2 separate regions of the Mus musculus genome follow, and region 1 is linked to region 2. The links are chromatin contacts, called in public Hi-C maps. All regions are on one chromosome and are shown on one strand. Each heading gives the region's core, a stretch centred on a gene start, on an enhancer-like site or on the middle of the called end of the contact. The rest is flanking DNA. Distances are from core to core; before and after follow the strand shown.

The links. Hi-C and Micro-C count contacts between places; a contact is called where the count stands out from the background.
Region 1: a Hi-C map of cerebellar granule neurons shows a contact between it and region 2, with 2.2 times the contacts expected there. The contact joins the promoter of 1700086D15Rik here to the enhancer-like site in region 2. A contact is called at or near these places in 10 of 484 Hi-C or Micro-C datasets (adipose-derived mesenchymal stem cells, cerebellar granule neurons, cerebellum and 5 more), 3 of 115 datasets of contacts at active chromatin or transcription factors (all in embryonic stem cells) and 3 of 9 other capture datasets (adipose tissue, liver and pancreatic islet).

What each region holds. Positions count from the first base shown.
Region 1 is chr11:65,156,973-65,161,336 of GRCm38.p6, reverse strand. It overlaps 1700086D15Rik (a long non-coding RNA gene), which reads left to right and starts at 1,437. Exons shown (of 2, transcript XR_003949567.1): 1 at 1,437-1,469. All of the region lies in intron 1 of Arhgap44 (Rho GTPase activating protein 44), which reads left to right. LOC115487730 (a long non-coding RNA gene) reads right to left here and starts at 1,457. Exons shown (of 3, transcript XR_003949568.1): 1 at 1,124-1,457; 2 at 1-516.
Region 2 is chr11:65,097,849-65,102,378 of GRCm38.p6, reverse strand. The region is part of intron 1 of Arhgap44 (Rho GTPase activating protein 44); the gene reads left to right. Among named protein-coding and RNA genes, the nearest start is that of 1700086D15Rik, 60 kb to the left of the region's middle. Within about 2 kb of position 2,193, at least 8 of the 459 cell types and tissues checked have an H3K27ac peak or open chromatin away from gene starts, as enhancers often do. A contact at or near this core is called in cerebellar granule neurons and embryonic stem cells, where this site is marked.

The DNA.
Region 1 (4,364 bases), core at 188-2,687, 60 kb before region 2:
TCCAAGCTTCTAAACTAGACTTGGATTCATTTTCCCTTCCCAAACACATGTGCTTTAACATGAGGGGGGAATTTATGAATAGCAGAGTCAGATTAGCCCAGATTTTTGGCACGGTATTGCCACAAATATAGCCTCACGTGGACTGTCTTTGGTATGTTGGATGCTGAGATAGTGCTTTCCTGGTACTGGGGGGTGTAGCTGTTGGTTGTCAAGCTGACCATTCTTTACTGTCTTGGCTTCTGGATCACACTCCCTGGGCTCTGGCATACATGATGGCAGTAGACATCCCAGGGGTGGGCCCCTCACTCTGACCACAGGTTGCTGTTTCTCATGGAGTATTCTCAGTCCACTTAGTAGCCTGGTGTTCTCTTGGAGTGTTAGAGATTGGTGCTCGGATATAGATGTCTCAGGGAAGGCATTCGTGTTGCTTCCAGACACCTGGCTCCTATCTTCCTTCAGGACTTGTTTTTAAGTTGTGAGATTTTTGAGGCATGGGCATAGGAACTATATTTTTCACTGTCATTCGTGGAGGAAATGAAAAATAGGCAAAAGCAGACTGAATTATTATTATTATTATTATTATTATTATTGTAAAAAGTAGTCTTATGTATTCAAAGAACATTCTTAGAAGTACAAATCCAGGGGCTGCACCCTGCTATGCCAGAGCTGCTGAGCGCTTAGGTGGATGACCAACATGTACAAAGTTGAGGCCTGACTTGTGTCTGTTTTGGTGAAGTTTAGAGTAAACTGTTGAAGCAAAAATTAGTTTAGGATACTCTACTGCTTCAACACTTCCAGTGCCATCATTTTGCTTAGCAGCCCCAGCATTTCAGTAGCCACATCCCTCTGGACCCCCCTTTGTCTCAGCATGCTCATTTTGTCTTCCTGTCTCCCTGTCCCTGAACTCCTGTGCTTCGGACACATGAAGCCCAGCTCCACTTTAGAGATTTGTTCTTGCTGACCACCAATTTTTACTACCTGGTTGAGGATGTGGTCTTCCCAAATTGCTTTCTCATCAATCAGCACTTGGCTCTCAGGCTCAGATAAAACCCCTGCTCCCTCACTCTTACCCATCATTCTTTTCATTTTTGTCCACTACTCCCCACAGTTTGAAAGCTTGTACCTTTTTGATTTTTGCCCGTCTGTCTCCAGTAGAATGTATTGATCACCCTCGCATGCCAAGGGCACAGAGCAGTGCCTTGTAGACGGTTGGTGCTCGGTCAATATTTATTGCCAAGATGAAATGGTTTACTTCTGGCCAGTGATGGGAATGAAAGGAGGTAGCGTGGGGGTTCTTCTTCCTATTGAGAATGTTGAGAGACTCAACCTGTGCATTGGGAAAGGGGCCATGATTTGCTTCTTAGTATCTCCACTCACTAGCAGCTCATAGTGCTGGAAGTCTGGATGGTAGGTGTGATGTCATAAAGTGCTTTGTAGAGAGGCCTTAGTGACCTCTTTCCGGTAGAGAGGTGAGCTTGAGAGCTGCTCTTCTCCACCACTCCCCACCTAGCTCACTTTCTGTAACTCACAGGTTTTGGGATTATTACAAATGAAAAACTTCTGGGCATTGGCTTATCTTCTCAGAACTGGGCATATCTTAGTAGAAATCAGCAACTTAGCATAGCAACTATAGGAAGAGTCTAGCATGTATGGAGCTCTGGGTTCAGTCCTCAGCACCACATGGTGATACATACCTGTAATCCGCCTGAAGGTAGAATTGGGAAGGCAACATAGTGAGTTCAAAGCCAACCTGGACTACATGAGGTCTTGCTTTGGTCATCTTCACATGTTTCTGCCTTGATTTTCCCATATGTGTTTCTTCACTTCCGACCCTACTCTGGAAAGTTCTCCCTGGCCAGCCTGTGCCTGCTTATCAAGTGATTATCAAGTGGGACACATTTGCATGGTTGCTTAATGATCTTGTGATTAGCTCTCTGCACATTTTTTTTTATTAGCAAAATGAGAACAGTGATGGTTGCCCCTTGGAGATATAGACATTGTAATGATGGTGGAGTTACCCCAGAAAAATGGCTAAGAGTAGCTTTAGGATCTTTGGGCCAGCATTCTAACTCTTTTTGGATGGCATGTTGTGCTCAGTTATTCAGTGTAAAATCACTGGCTGTCTCCTCTGGGCCACACACTATTCCGATCTGGGAATATTACAGTGCCGTGATCTGGGAATATTACAATGCCTTGATCTGGGAATATTACAGTGCCTTGATCTGGGAATATTACAGTGCCGGGCAAACTGAAGTTCTGTTCATTGGAGCCTGAATTCTAAGAGTGTGCTGCGCTTTTGATGGTTCATTTGTTGTGTGATCTTTAACTTGCCGATCATCTTCCCAGCTCGATTTGTAAGCTCCTTTGGAGGCAGAGACAGTGTGGCATGCAGAGGGTTCTCTGAAATTCCTGGGCAACTGGATCAAAAGATGTATGCATTGTAAGCAGAGGACTCAAGGAGAGTAGTTCAAAGACGCAGGGAGAGCACCTGCTGCTGCCTTTTTGGAGGAGCGAAGGGCGGCAGCAGCTGCTGGGTTGTGGACTGGAAGGAGGGCTCAGCCTCATGCATGCCGCCATTTGCTGCTTGTTGTTGTTGTTGTTGAAACTTAGAGTCTACTTGGGGTTCTACCCATCCTGAGAGCCTGTTCTTCTTGGAAGTGATATCTGGCTTGTCCTGGGTGAAACACAGAGCTGAGCGGAAACTTTAGCACAGGGCGAAAGAGAAGATACAAGAACCGGAAGTCAGCCCCTGAAGAGAAGATACAAGAACCGGAAGTCAGCCCCTGTTAAGGACTTGTTTTTCGGTCTGTAGGTGGGGAGCACAGTAAGCCGCCATCTTAGAGGGCTGGGATGAGGTTGGAGAGAGCCTGGCCTGGTGAAGGGCTCACCAGATGGACCACGAAGGTTCTGATCGTTTTTCTTGAAAGTTGACCCAGTCTTTGGAAGACATTAGCCTTCTATGTACAGGGTCTTGGAAATGGGTTCCAGTGGCGACTACCCAACTGCTCTGCGAGGGGTCTGCCCTTGGAGGAAAGCTGGCAGAGTTCCAGAGGAAGCAAGGAGCCCCAGGCTTGTAGATGGTAACATTGTAGGTGCGAGCAAGGCTGTTTGGGTTGCGCTGGGTTGTGTGGGTTTAGAGGTGCTAAGTTGGGGGGTGGAAGGATGAATTTTGCCTCCAGAGCTCTGCTTTCTATTCCTCGACTGCTAGTGTGCAAGACAGAGCTGAGAGGGCTTGGTTTCTCCTGCAGCCTTGCCAAGCCTCGCTGCCGCAGCGCAGCCTGCACAGTTGAACTGCAGGCAGTCCAGGCATCGGCCAGTGGTCCCGGCCGGCCGGGCATGAGGCTGCACAGGCTCTAGGAACAGTGGTCCCCGGCCGGGCATGAGGCTGCACAGGCTCTAGGAACTTTTTTTTTTTTTTTTTTGGTTATTTGAGACAGGACTTCTCTTTATAGCCCTGGCTGCTCTAGGAACTTTTGGCATAGCTGGCATTTCTGCTCTGGCCGAAGCCACTGAGGACCCTTTGCCTGAAGCGACGGCTTGTCCTTCAGTAGGTCTCTGAAAGCCATCAGGCAATCAATAGGACCAGAGGGGAAAAGTCAGAACAAGTCTAGATTAGTCATCACCTGCTTTTGCAAAAGCTGGCTGTGATTTGGACTTCTCAGATCAATGCAGGCTTCTGCAGCCTCTTTCTATGAGAGGCAGCAGGCTTCTCCAGACCAGAGACTCCCCTTAAGTTCTTCAGTAGAGAGAGTCCTGGGAGCCCAGGCAGGCCCTCTTGCTGAGGTGTGGCTTTTGTGCTAGCAGACCACACTGAGCCACTCATGACAGACTGGCAGAGGGACAGAGAAGGCCCTTTGCCCTTGGTTCTCCATGCCCCTTACTCTACAGGCCTGTCCCGTCTCCCCTCAGATGGCCTGCCTGTTCTCTGCAGTCAGCAAGAGGCAGCCTCACTTTCTTGGAGAATTCTCTCAGCCCAGACCTTCTGCAAGTCATTGTGAGGGAGCCTTTTTTTTTTTCCCTTGAGCAGCAATTAATCACCTCCCCTCCCACTTTTTTCCACCAGAGGAATTCATCAACACTGATTGGTAATTTTTTAATAATGGTGATAAGAAGCATTGTTTTCTTGTGGCTGTTTAAAAAAGTAAATTAGTAGCCATGTGACTAAAACAGTAATTTGTGGTTATTTGTTTTAGAGGGATCTGTAAGCATCCCTTTTATTAGTAGTCAAGAGCAGATTATTTCCAATGCTATTTCTGTGGTGATGGGAAATAGGGAGGTTATGGTCTGGCTCAGTGCTGAGAGCTCTCTGAGCTCAGAGAGCAGGTTCTGGGGACACAGAGAGGATCTGTCACTCCTCCATTCAG
Region 2 (4,530 bases), core at 944-3,443:
TTCCCTGAACCGAGCAGTGTAGAGACATCTACCTAGTGTTCAGATTGTATTAGACAGTGCATGCAATCTAGAGAAGATGGAGTCTACTTGATGATATACATGGCTCACATGGAAGGACTTTATCTTCGGGGCTCTCACATCCTGGAATTGGTATTTGTGGAGGTCCTGAAGCTCATCCCAGATGGGTATTTATTAGGGGTGATTATATTTCAATTAGAAAAGAATGATGTAGTATTTTGTGAAAAAGCTAGATCTATGCCATGGATTGGATACCCCGGCCTGTGATGTTCCTGCCAGCCAGCGTACTGGCAGCATTGGTCATGGCCCAAATAGGATCCAGTGAACTCTCCCCATAGCAGTTATCCATCGTCTCTTGGTAGTCATGAGCATCTGCTGTTGAATATATCATGCCTGAGTGGTTTTGTTTGTTTCTGTTTTTTTTTTTCTTCTTCTTCTAGATTCATATTCTTAGGGATAAAAAGAGGCTTTTTAATGCAGCCTTTCAGGGAAGAATGTTCTATGATGGCTTGAAGCTAGCAGACGCTTCAAGGAAATGACTCGTGACGGCGTTTCCTACAGCAGGATGCCCTGTCTGCCAGCACATAGGTTGTTTTAGCTGCTTGTGTTACTTATTCCTTTGTATCTTGCCCTAATCTAGGGGTGTCTTGTAGATTTATCCTGCAGATATCACCAGCTGTTACTAAAGATTATGTCTGATCGGAGGCAGATCTACTTTTAATGGGCTCCAGTTACTAATGAGCAATGTCTGTGCAGGTGCTCTCCACGGCCTGGCTGCCACTAAGGCTGCTTGCTCGGTCCCACTGACATTCCTTATGTGAGGACTGGGTCAGTTCTCCCTTAGGTATATTTTGAGATGCCAGAATTTACTCGAGCTTAGAAGGAAGAAAAGGAGCCTTATGCCAAGTTGTAGTAAGCCTTTGGCTGTGTAATAGCCCACAGTGCGTGGGCACAGAAATCCTAGGATTGAGAAGTACCGAATCTGTGCTTCTAGAAACATCCAGGTCAGCCTTTCGTGAGAATCTCGTGCACACTGGCTGCATACCTTTCCCTTCATACACCCGTTCTGCCCTCTAAATTGTTATCAGCGAGACGGCCCCCTCATTTCCCTGAGCTTGCTTCTCTCCAGGTCCCCGGGAGGAAAGACTAGGGAAGCCTTCCAGTCTCTGGCTGTGCTTTCAGCTTTGTTGGCCACCCTGCACTGCGGTTCCTGTTAATCCCCAGTCATCCAGCCCCTTCTCCATGGCTTAATTCCATAGCTTTCCAGTGACACTTTTTTACTTGCTTGTTTTACTTTGTAAATCACAAGGAGAGTATGTCAATGGGTGATTGAAAGAGAACAGGGAAGAGCTTGGGTTGAGTGACGTCCCCTCCACTGTTGCAGCCTCTCAGTACATGCACATTTGACCTGATTTTGAAGTAGGGTCTTTGCAGATAATGGGTTTCTGATGAAGTCATTAGGCTGAGCCTTAGTTGCACATGACTTTGTGTGTTCTTAGGAAAAGGATGCTTGGACACAGACCCATACACAGTGATGTGAGGTAAAAGATACAATAGGACCAACAGCCATCTACAAATAAAAAAGTCCCTGGGCTATCACAGGCTAGAGTGCAGATCTGGGTAACTTCTGTCATGGAGGCCTGATAGGAATAGACTTGATCTCAGAATAGGAGGTAACAAGCCTCTTAGTCTACGAACCCTTGTGCACAATACAAGAGATTTTCATTAGTCCCAAGGTAGGCCTTATGTCCTCTTTCTGGTGTGAGACCATTGTCCCATCATCAGCCCCGAGTTGCTTTACTGTCACCACTCGACGTCACTGAGTTGCTGTAAGGTCCATGCTTTGGGCTGACACACTGGGTAACTGCTACCAGCTCTTGTATGTGCTTCACCCCCACCCCCAAGCTTCAGGAGATGGCCTGTTCTTACTCTGTTTCGTGCTGAGTCATAACTGCTATCTTCTCCTGCTCTGTAAATGCATCCGGGATTTGTTCTGAGAGGACACCGTGCACAGTTGAGAAGATGATTGCCACTGAGGAAGAAGGGGTTCTGTCAAGTTCGGACTCCCTGGAAACAATACGCTGCAGTCCCGGCATAGGCATATCACACAGCAGGGCCACACACATGGAGGAGGATGAGCTGGCAGAGGGTGGGGGCCGAGGGTGTGTCTGTATTGTAGTGCACAAGGGAAAGAGTGGGAGGAGACCGGAAGACTAAGAGTTTCAAGTTGGGCAGCTTCATTAGAGTTTGAGTGGAAGGGATGTGTCTTGGTTAGGGTTTTACTGCTGGGAACAGACACCATGACCAAGGCAACTCTTAAAAAGGACAACATTTAGTTGGGGCTGGCTTACAGGTTCAGAGGTTCAGTCCATTATCAGCTAGGCAGGAGCATAGCAGCATCCAGACAGGCATGGTGCTGGAGGAGCTGAGAGTTCTACATCTTCGTCTGAAGGCTGCTAAGAGGAGAATCCCTTCCAGGCTGCTAGGATTAGGGTAAAAAGCTCACACCCACAGTGACACACCTACTCCAACAAGGCCACACCTCCTAATAGTGCCGCTCCCTGGCCCATCACAGGATGGTTCCTAGAGGTCTGGCACTTGGGTAGAGCAGGCTAGAGGTGGGGCGTCCAGTGGAGATATAGATATAAATTAGTTTGTTTGCTACTCAAAGCCATCCTGGAAGGTGGCTGATATATATATTTTACCTCTGAGAATTAGCTAGCTCTGGAAAAAGCCTTTCCAAGTCTGGAAGTCCTGGAATACAGAGCATCAAGAATTCAGAAAATAATAAACAAGTTTATATGTCATCCTATTATATATATTAGAGTGTCTGTCTCCACCTCTCCTCCCCTATTTTACATTTTGTAGAATTCCCAGCCATGCCTGCCAATGGGTTCTCTATAACCAGGGAACCTTCCCCACAACTCCCTTCAGAAGACGGTCCAGAAGATCCAGTCTTGTAGTTTGACACATCGTGTGCACGCACACCTTTTGCACGTCTCATTAAGAACTGACCTTAGGAAAACAGTGTTTTAGTTCAGTCTACAGGCCTCTACATTTTTTTTCCTCCTAGTTTCTGCTATTCTAGAGATATAATCAGAGTTTCTTTGGAATGTTTCATTTGTCCTTAGAGAGCATGGACATTTTGTTTGTCTGATTTCCATTTTCTAGCCCCCCCCCCCCCATAGTCTCCTGCCTTCAGTAAGCTATCATGTCTCACCCTAGGTCTGTTTAGTGTGAGATCTGCTTTAGGGATGGCTACTTCTTCAGCTTAGCCTTTGAATTTCTTCCTGTGGCTCCAGGTTTCAAGGTTTCCTTAGACTGGTGCTGTCTGGAGGTGGAACCTGGAGAAAGTCGGGTATAGTGGGAGACCCTGTGGTCACTGAGACCATGGAGGCAGTGGGGACCCAGCCTCATCCTTTTCTCTCTTTGCTTCCTGGTTATGAGGTGGGCAGCTTGTCTCCTCCATGTATTTCCACCCTGGTGCCCCACCACAGGGCAAAGCCACGAGCCAGGGAGTTATGTTTTCTGTTGCTGCTGTAACAAATCGCCACAAGCTTAGTAACAGCTAATGCGGGCACAGGTGTGTTATTTTAAGATTCTGGTGACCAGGAAATTGCCATCAACCTCAGGAACAGATGCCAAGGTGTTGGTAGGATGGCATTCCTTTCTGGTTCCTCTAGAGAGAATTGCATTCTCTTGTATTTTCCTCCCCAGAGCTTCTGTCCTTGCCTCAAGGCCCCTCCCTCACCTTCAGAGCCAGCTCTATCAGGAGGCTCCTCACATCATTCACTCAGCCCTCTAGGTGGTCATAGCTCCTGGAGTCTTTCCCACACTCCTAAGGACCTGTGGTATGACAGTGGACTCATCTGGTTAATTAATCTAGGTACTCGCCCTCATCTCAAATTCTTTTATTTTTTAAAGATTTATTTATTATTATATCTAAGTGCACTGTATCTGTCTTCATACACACCAGAAGAGGATGTCAGATCTCATTACAGATGGTTGTGAGCCACCATGTGGTTGCTGGGATTTGAGCTCAGGACCTTCGGAAGAGCAGTCAGTGCTCTTACCCGCTGAGCCATCTCACCAGCCTCAATTTCTTTAGCATATCTGTGACATGCCTTTGTTGTGGAGGGTATCATAGTCCCAGGCTCTGGGTACCAATGTGGGAAAATATTTGGGAGGACATTGCTCCCCTCCCCCATAGTTGGTGATGTACAGCTCTGGGACTGTAGATGCTGCTGTTTGAAAGAAAATACCCCTTCTGCCAGGATCATTGAGTGTACGGGCTTCTATGTGAGGCTGTAGTCTCCTAAAGAATGTAGACCCTCCGAGAGATGAGGGGAGCTGGGCCATTGCTCTTCTGATGGAGTCCTCAACTCTGAGCCTAATTCCACCCTCAGACTGTTCAGTAACAGAGTTAGCCAGCTCCCAGCTGCCATCCTCACCATCTCTTCCTCCCAGGGTTGGTGATGTCAGGGGGGTGGGGGAGATGGGACTCTAACGCCT